3 separate regions of the Mus musculus genome follow, and regions 2 and 3 are each linked to region 1. Evidence: chromatin contacts called from public capture Hi-C and promoter capture Hi-C data. All regions are on one chromosome and are shown on one strand. The core of a region is the stretch at or near the end of the contact, and the rest is flanking DNA. Distances in the headings are between cores, read along the strand shown.

Region 1 (2,700 bases), core at 6-2,505:
TCTTGTAAACTGTAACGCACAGGGCAGTGGTGGTGCACGTCTTTAATCCCAGCACTTGGGAGGCAGAGGCAGGTGGATTTCTGAGTTCGAGGCCAGCCTGGTCTACAGAGTGAGTTCCAGGACGGCCAGGGCTACACAGAAAAACCTTGTCTCGAAAAAACAAAAACAAACCTATAACGCATTACGAAATTGTGATGTTACTACCTAGCAAAGAAGCCACACCTTGTCAATTACTCTTTCCTCGCTTCGAAGACTTTTCAGAGAAATTTTCGTTTAACTTTTATTCCCTCTTTCTAGAATGCAGTCGGTCGGCTGGCTGTGAACGGTGTCATCGCAGTCGGGCGTGTAGCATAGGTTAGTCAAGGAGTGCCTAGAGAACAGCTAACAGGGCCTGACGCATGCGCGTCTTCCCCCACTCCGCAAGACGTGCCAGCCATTTTGTCGCGTGTAGGTCCCCGATGGCGGGGTGGCAGGGAACGCAGCTGCAGCTGTCAAAAACAGTAGCCACAGAACGGTGGGCATTTCCCATCCTAGTGTGAATTAAAGGCTCCCAGGGAGCAACCCCGCCATGAAGCCAAAAGCAGGGCCGAGCACTGAACTGGGGTCTAGTAACGTCCTAGGCTCCGGAGCGCCTCAATCCTGCCTCCCCAGGTTTTCCTCCCAACCCGCTAGGCGCAGACCTAACGCGCAGGCGCACAGAGAGACGCAGCGCCTCCTCCGCCTTCAGGTCCCGACGCGCTTCTCCGACCCCCTTCCCTGATTGGTCGAATCGCAGCGCCATCACGCCCCCTCGGCCCCCGTGCTCAAGATTGAGGAGGAAGCGGAGGGGCGGGGCTTCCGTGCGCGTGCGCATTTCTTCTGCTGGTCTATTGCTGCTATTGCGTTGCAAAAAAAAAAAAAAAAAAGAAAAAAGAAAAAAAAAAAAAAGAAAAGAAAAAAAAAAAAAGAAAGAAAATTTTCTGCCTAGGTAGCTTTGGGCCTTTCCTGTGGTAGAAAATCTAAAGGCAAAGCTCTCTGCAGCCGAAGGGACGGCGGAGTAGCGTTTCGTCTTCGGTACCAAGGCCGCCCTGGGCTCACCGGAATTTGGCCAACGGGATGAGGGAAGGGCCTTAAGAGTTGAGGAGCGTAGAGGCTAAAAGCCTTAGTTGTCGGCGCCGTCGCAGGTTCTGTCTCCTCCGTAGTCGTCTCCCGACTCCCGGTTTAAACACCACCCCCGAGCCATACTGACAGTCCTCCGCGGCCGCGGCCCCTCCTCGCAGCGTGTGGGAGCCGCCAGCGCGCCCAGCAGCTAGCCCTCCTGCCGCCAGAGGAGCCTAGCGCGTGCAGCGTCCCCACCCCCTGGCCGCCCTCCCCTCCTGCTGCTTTCACGCACTCGCACTGATTGTTTTGCCCGCTCCCGCCGCCGCCGCCGCCGCCGCCGCCAGAGGACCAGAGGCGCTTGTGCAAACCGGGGAAGATGGCGGCCGGCGGCGGCGGAGGCAGCAGTAAGGCCTCCTCCTCGTCGGCCTCGTCCGCAGGGGCCCTGGAGTCTTCGTTGGATCGAAAATTCCAGTCGGTGACCAACACCATGGAATCCATTCAAGGCTTGTCGTCCTGGTGTATAGAAAACAAGAAACACCACAGTACAATCGTCTACCATTGGATGAAGTGGCTCCGGAGATGTGAGTGTGGGGGCGACTAGGAAGGGGGAGGCTGGAGAGATGGAGAAAATGCGGCCCCCAAAACACTCTGGGGTTTGCCCACCGAGCTGCTGCATTCAGTTGGGGTTCACATTAAAGATCGGGCGCGAGTGTTCCCTAGCCCAGACTCCATCCTAGGCACGGTTGCCCTGCTCTGCAGGGGGCTCATTGCTTGGAATTTTTCAGCCTCACATTTGGCGTGACCTTGGGCCGTTGGGCCTAGACCCGTAGAGATTTTCGCGTTTCCTTCCGAGCCCTGGAAGGTGTGTTGTTGATTATCCTGAACCTTCACGGAAATGGTCGCGTCCGTTTATTTCTTACAGGCCTTGACGTGTTAATGATCTCTGGGTTTCCTGTTGGCTAGTCAAGCCATGGTTTAAGCTGTCCACTTCCCTGAAATATGTTAGACCAGGCAGTGTTTTCCGCCGACGTGAAACTTGGGATATGTCTAGAAAGGGGCCTTCTCTTGATGACTGTGGGTGAAACTTGGCGTGTGTTTTAAGGAGGCTTTCCCTGGATGAATGTGAAGCAATAGGAACTCTACAGAGCTGTGAGGCGACCACCTGTTTTCCTTTTACCTGTGTTTGCAACACTAAAATACAGACCACGGGATACTGACGAGACACAACTGCGAGACTGTAATCATCATTGGTACCGAAGTATAAAATATATCCGGCCACTTTTTAATCTCCTGAAGCACACTTTACAGAATTGAGTTTGTTTGCATAGGCAATCAAAATGGGAAATGTGAATTTTAAAATATATTTATCTGTTTTAGATATAACCCCCATCTCAAGTATACTTTTTTTTTTCAACCTGTGTGGTTCTCCCCACAACACTGCTTTAATACAGAAAAGAGGTCTTCTAAAATATGAATTGTTAAACTGGGCGTGGTGGCCCATGTCGTTTCAGAGGCTGAGGCAGGAGGATTGCTGAAAGTTTGAGGCCAGCTTGTTCTACCCAGTAAATTTTAAGCAATTATAACCCCAACTCCATACATATTTATTCAAGTTGTTTGCTT
Region 2 (2,700 bases), core at 44-2,543, 710 kb after region 1:
TACAATACTTCAGTGCTACCGAGTCAAAATGCTGTTGAATTAGTGATGCTAATTCTATCAAATGAAGTTTGTCAATCTTTAGTACCCAAGGGAGCACAAAGAATCCAGCAGATGGCAGTAAGGAAACAAATATTTTAGGTCTTGAAGGCAGAGGAAGAAATCTGAGGTTAAGGAATGGGAGATATTTGATGGATACTCTGGCCCTGGGTTCCCTTTGGAGGAACATCTGGATAGGTGTCCAGGCCACTTTAGAACCAATAAGCTGGAGGTTTTTTCCCATGCCTTTTATTTATTCATTTCACAAATAATTATTGAGTGATTACCTTGTACAAAAATGTGACAGGAGGTGGACATAGAACTTTAGCACACAGTCTTTGCTTTTCAGAAGCGCTTGTTCAAAAAGGCCTTCCCTAGGCTTCCCATAATATTCACAGCTGCTAGGGTTCTTTGTAAAAACTGGGCAGAGGGCTGGTGAGATGGCTCAGTGGGTAAGAGCACCCGACTGCTCTTCCGAAGATCCAGAGTTCAAATCCCAGCAACCACATGGTGGCTCACAACCATCCCTAATGAAATCTGATGCCCTCTTCTGGAGTGTCTGAAGACAGCTACAGTGTACTTACATATAATCAATAAATAAATCTTTAAAAAAAAAAAAAAAAAACTGGGCAGAGTTCATATGACAACTAGGCTAGAGTAGAATCCCTCTGTATTTCTATGCCCTTTGGAGTATAGATAATTAGCAACTGAATGCTAAGGAGGACTTTGGATAGGGGGAGGTTATTTGATAGTCTGTAGTCTTTTTTTTATCAGGTCTTTTAAACTTTGTTTTTATGTATTTTTCTTACTTTTCTTCTTATATTGTTGACAAATCCTCATTGCCTTATTTATCAAATATTTACATTTAATGAACTCTGTCGCTGTGTCTAGCACTGTTTGAAGTAAACAAAACATCTATTTTTATGTCTTTAGAAGGAAGATCCCACAAGCCGACACCTTAAACAGTAAAGGCTGGAAGAATTCTTGATGGTTGTGATGTTTTGTAGTGCACAAGAGCTTAACATTTCGGACTTGACACAGAGCTGCGTTCCGAATTCTTTCCAGGACTGTCATTTGAGGAGCTCAGTCCATCTCGGTCCAGCTGATTCTTAACAAGAGTTCTTAGCAACCCGATCAAAGATACGAACCTATATTGGCCTACTGAGCCACCGTAGACTCACGGTCTACGGTCGGTGGATTCCTTGGGGTGTGGCATCATCTGTCACGTGATCCGAAGTCCCCTCTGATTGGCTTCTCTTTTCTCCGGCTAGATAGACGAACGCCGAGAAGCTGTGGCGCATGCGCAATACCGGGGTTTCCTTGGCCGCCCACCCTGAGCCGAGCGGTGGAGTTGGGGATAAACAGGCAGTGGCTGGGGAGGTGAGGGAGGGGGGGCATTCGCTTTTGGGGGCACCTCAGGTGCCTAGGTTTTCCTTTAGGTTTGTTCTATCCGAGACGCGGGACTCCCGGGGCCCGGCTCAAGTGTTCCTGTCTGGTAAGAGAAGGTAGCTTTGGCGGAGAGCAGTTCAAGTTGCTAGGAAGGTGCGAGACTGCAGCTCTCCCCCATGCCGGGCAAGTGGTGCGGTCCTGAGCTTGTCCTGGAGCCTGAACAACGCCTGTGAGAAGCCCGCCGAACGCGGGTTCTGTGAAGAGACGTGGGGAAGATTCGATTCCGAGAAAAGGAAAAGCCGGATTGAAAGGGAGCGAAGCCGCTGAGGGGGAGGGGGCTGCCAAGATGGCGTCCGCCTCCTCAGGGCCAGCGGCGGCCGGGTTTTCATCCCTTGATGCCGGGGCCCCTGCTGGTACCGCAGGTGAGTCGGGTGGGACGCGGGCAGCCGACTGAGGAGGACTGTGAGATGGGAACAAGACCGAGTCCTGGGAGGGGACCTGTGGTTGAGGATGTCCGAGGGGTTGCCCCTAAGGGAGGACAGGACCGGACTTTGAAGTAGACAATTCTATTACTAGAGGAGTCTGGGGGAAAGGATGGATGTCGCTGAGAAAAAGGGAAGCTGACGAAAACTCACACAGTGTCTCAGAGGCGACTGCGTTGAGAACTTTGAGGAGGAAGGATGGAGACTGAAGGTTGGGGGTTAAGAGAGAAACGACAACAGGAGTGGAGAAACGAATCAGTGGAGACTGAGGATACAGCTTAGTAGTGGAGATCTCGTCTAGCATGCATCAGGATCTGGGCTTAATAAGACAAAATAACGTAAACGGAGTATTGGTAGATAAAGGTGTAAGGTAGATACCAAAGTGATTGTGAAATTAATAGATCAAAATGTTGAGGGGATTATGGAACTTAAAAGTAATGGAGAGTCATGGGAATTGTGGATTTTATTGGGAGTAAGTTCCTGGAGTGGCTTTCCGCTCAGACTCCCTCCCCCACCCCCCGCCCGCCCCCCTCCCAGTGCGTCATTCCTCCTCTCATCTCTTGTCAGCAGCAGCCAGCCACATGCTTACTTTCTCACATTAACTCTTTAGGGGATTCCTATCTTTAGGTTGTACAACTGTGGAAAGGAATGAGGAGTTGTGTTGTTTTGTATTTTGATACAGGCACTTCTTATGCCTTCCTGACTGGCCTTAGTGCTGGGATCATGGGAGCTTACTATAGTCAGCACAGAGGGAAACATTGGAAACATCTAAAGGATGAGGAGGGAGGTCAAG
Region 3 (2,700 bases), core at 165-2,664, 780 kb after region 1:
GTGTGTGTAGGTGTGTGTGTGTGTGTGTGTGTGTGTGTGTGTGTGTGTGTGTTTACTTGAATAACCACAGAGGCCGGAAGGAGTCATCAAGTCCCCTGGGGCTGGAATTGTAAGCAGCTGTTAGCCACCCCATATGGATGGTGGGAACAGAATGCTACTCCTCTACTAAAACAGGATGGACTCTTAACTATGAGACATCTTTTAAGCCCTTCTCCCTTTTTATTTTTGAGAATTCTCTCACTAAATTTCCAAGATGACCATGAATTTGTAATCATTCCATTATATAGGTGGGATCGCAGGCAAGTGCCAACAGGTCTTCTTTTCTTTGACCCCCAGAAAAGGTCTTATTGTGTATAACCCTGGCTGCCCTGGAACTCATTATATAGATCAGGCTGGTCTAAAACCCACAGATGCCTGCCTCTGCTTCCCAAGGGTTGGTGTTAAAGGTTAATTAACAAACCAAAATAACTTGCTGGCTATCCTTCGTTCCTTGGGTGATTACATGGTGTTTACTGCGGGCTGGGGAAATGACTCAGTGCTTATGAGAGAGCGCTTACTGCTCTTCCTAGAGGACCAGAGTTCGGTTCCCAGAACTCAAGACAGGCAGCTCACAGCTGCCTGGAACTCCAGTTCCGGATTTGATATTCTCTTCCAGCCTCTGCAGGGCCTGAATACACACACAAACGCTTAAAAATTTTTTTTGGTTTGTTTTTTTTTTTTTAATTGGTCAAAACTTTTCTGGATTCCTTCATCCTGTCAGACTCAATACTGGAGTTAGGAATTGCATAGATTTTTTTTTTTTTTTTTTTTGGTAGGCAGTAGATAGGTAAATCGAATTTGAGGATACAAGTGTTTGTAGCAGTTGCATAAACACAGTGCAATGGGAAACAGGAAGTTAAAATGTGGTTAACGATGCTGACACACTTTTTAAGTGATTATGCTTGGACTGACATATCCACAGTAGTGTATGCACTCATGAGTGTCTGTTATGTGTTCGAGGCAGTGTCACTACGTAGTAGCTATGTTGCCCACGTTGGCCTGGAAATTGCAGTTCAGATCTTAGCATGAGTGTGCCCCTTGTAAACAGCACTGGGAGGTGAAGCAATAGAGTTTATTAGCCTGAGCTCCACAGCGAATTGCTGTCATCCTTTTTCAAACCGTAACAACAAAAACAAATCAAAAACCCAAATATACAAAAGAAAGAGAGCAGAAGAGGGGGTAAATTACAGCTCTCCTGCCTCACACTGGAGTGTTGCTGCCAGGCGAGTGCAGAGAGCTTACAGCTGTTCCGGAAGCTGCTGCGAAGGTAGCCAACTCTATTGGATAACCAACCTTTCCATTTCTGTGGCGCCTACAAGTCCCAGAACACACCGCGGGGCGCGGAGGCGGGGCAGCATGAAGACTGAGTTCTTTGATTGGTGATGAGCACCAGGCCAATCGGAGGTGCTGTTGTTTGTCAGTCCCGGAGCCGGTCCGCAGAGGGAAGGAGGCAAGATGGTGTTGGAGAGCACTATGGTTTGGTGAGGAGCTTCGGACGTGGCTGGGGGGCGCGTCTGGGTTGTTGGTGCGCGTGGCGCCGAAACCCGAGGGCCTGGGCTGGGGACTGGGTCGCCGGGCGAGATGTGGCTTCGGGGCCCGCGGGACTCTGGCAGACGACTCCCTGAGTCATCCCGGCCCAGGAACGCAGGCCCGGGAACTCCTGTTCCCTTCCCTGAATTTCAGGTCTCCCATAAAGCAGAGGCCAACTGCCCCCTCCACTCGCCTCCAAGTTTTTCTTTTCTCTGTACTTTATCGCATGTAAACCTCACAACCGCATTCTTGGAAAATAGTCCTTGTCTCATAATGAGTCGGAAGGACTTTAGGGGATCCGCTGTAGTCACACAGCAAATTAAGAGGCCGTGATAAGCAGGATGAACTAGGTTTTATCAGGTTTATACTTGGGATGAGTACCTATTAAGAGTTAGATTAGAAACTGAGGACAAGAAAATAAATAGAAAGCTGAGAACATATTTTTTTTCAGGGCTACAAGAGGACTTTGTTTTGTGTTTTCTGGGAATTGAATCCAGAGCATTGTGAACGCTGGGAACGTGCTCTACCAATGAGCCTCATCACACACCTGGATTGCATTTATTATTTGTCATCATTATTGTTTTAGATGGAGCTTTGACACTGTAGCTCAGACTGGCTTTGAAGTCGCTATTTGAGAAGATGCACAGGTTGGCCTTGAACTTGGAATGAGTATGTAGGATTAAAAACTTGAGTCACTAGGCCCATGTTTTCATTTGGAGATTGGCTAGCACTGCCACCTAAATGCAGGATGGCTTAAGCTTGGTTTCCTGCACTTGGAGGATGAGACAGGGAGTTTTCATGATCAGGACTACCTAGCAAGGTTCTGTCTCAAAATAAGACTACCAGAATGCCCAGTTAAATTTGAATTTCAAGCAAATCATGAGTGATTTTTTAGTATGAAAGGGAATTTTAAGTCCAACCCAAATATTGCTCTTACAAGTTACTTGTTGGGGCCGGGCAGTAGTGGCACACACCTTTAATCCCAGCACTTGGGCAGCAGAGGCAGGTGGATCTCTTAGGGGTTGAGGCCAGCCTGGTCTATAGAGCAAGTTCTAGGACATGCAGAGAAGCCCTGTCTCAAAAGGTGGTAAAATAAAACAAAAACAACAACAAAATAGTTACTTGTTGAGG

The links. Promoter capture Hi-C pulls out the DNA fragments that hold promoters and counts their contacts. Capture Hi-C pulls out chosen DNA fragments and counts their contacts.
Region 2: a capture Hi-C map of macrophages shows a contact between it and region 1, with 3 times the contacts expected there. The contact joins the promoter of Pip5k1a here to the promoter of Rprd2 in region 1. A contact is called at or near these places in 2 of 115 datasets of contacts at active chromatin or transcription factors (astrocytes and pro-B cells) and 1 of 9 other capture datasets (macrophages).
Region 3: a promoter capture Hi-C map of erythroid cells shows a contact between it and region 1, with 5 times the contacts expected there. The contact joins the promoter of Psmd4 here to the promoter of Rprd2 in region 1.

Annotation. Positions count from the first base shown.
Region 1 is chr3:95,817,508-95,820,207 of GRCm38.p6, reverse strand. Rprd2 (regulation of nuclear pre-mRNA domain containing 2) reads left to right here and starts at 1,255. Exons shown (of 11, transcript NM_001368178.1): 1 at 1,255-1,661. The coding sequence starts at 1,457. It overlaps Gm29948 (a long non-coding RNA gene), which reads right to left and starts at 1,328. Exons shown (of 2, transcript XR_375854.4): 1 at 1,078-1,328; 2 at 1-488.
Region 2 is chr3:95,105,523-95,108,222 of GRCm38.p6, reverse strand. It overlaps Pip5k1a (phosphatidylinositol-4-phosphate 5-kinase, type 1 alpha), which reads left to right and starts at 1,293. Exons shown (of 15, transcript NM_008847.3): 1 at 1,293-1,847. The coding sequence starts at 1,772.
Region 3 is chr3:95,041,328-95,044,027 of GRCm38.p6, reverse strand. Psmd4 (proteasome (prosome, macropain) 26S subunit, non-ATPase, 4) reads left to right here and starts at 1,414. Exons shown (of 10, transcript NM_008951.2): 1 at 1,414-1,520. The coding sequence starts at 1,495.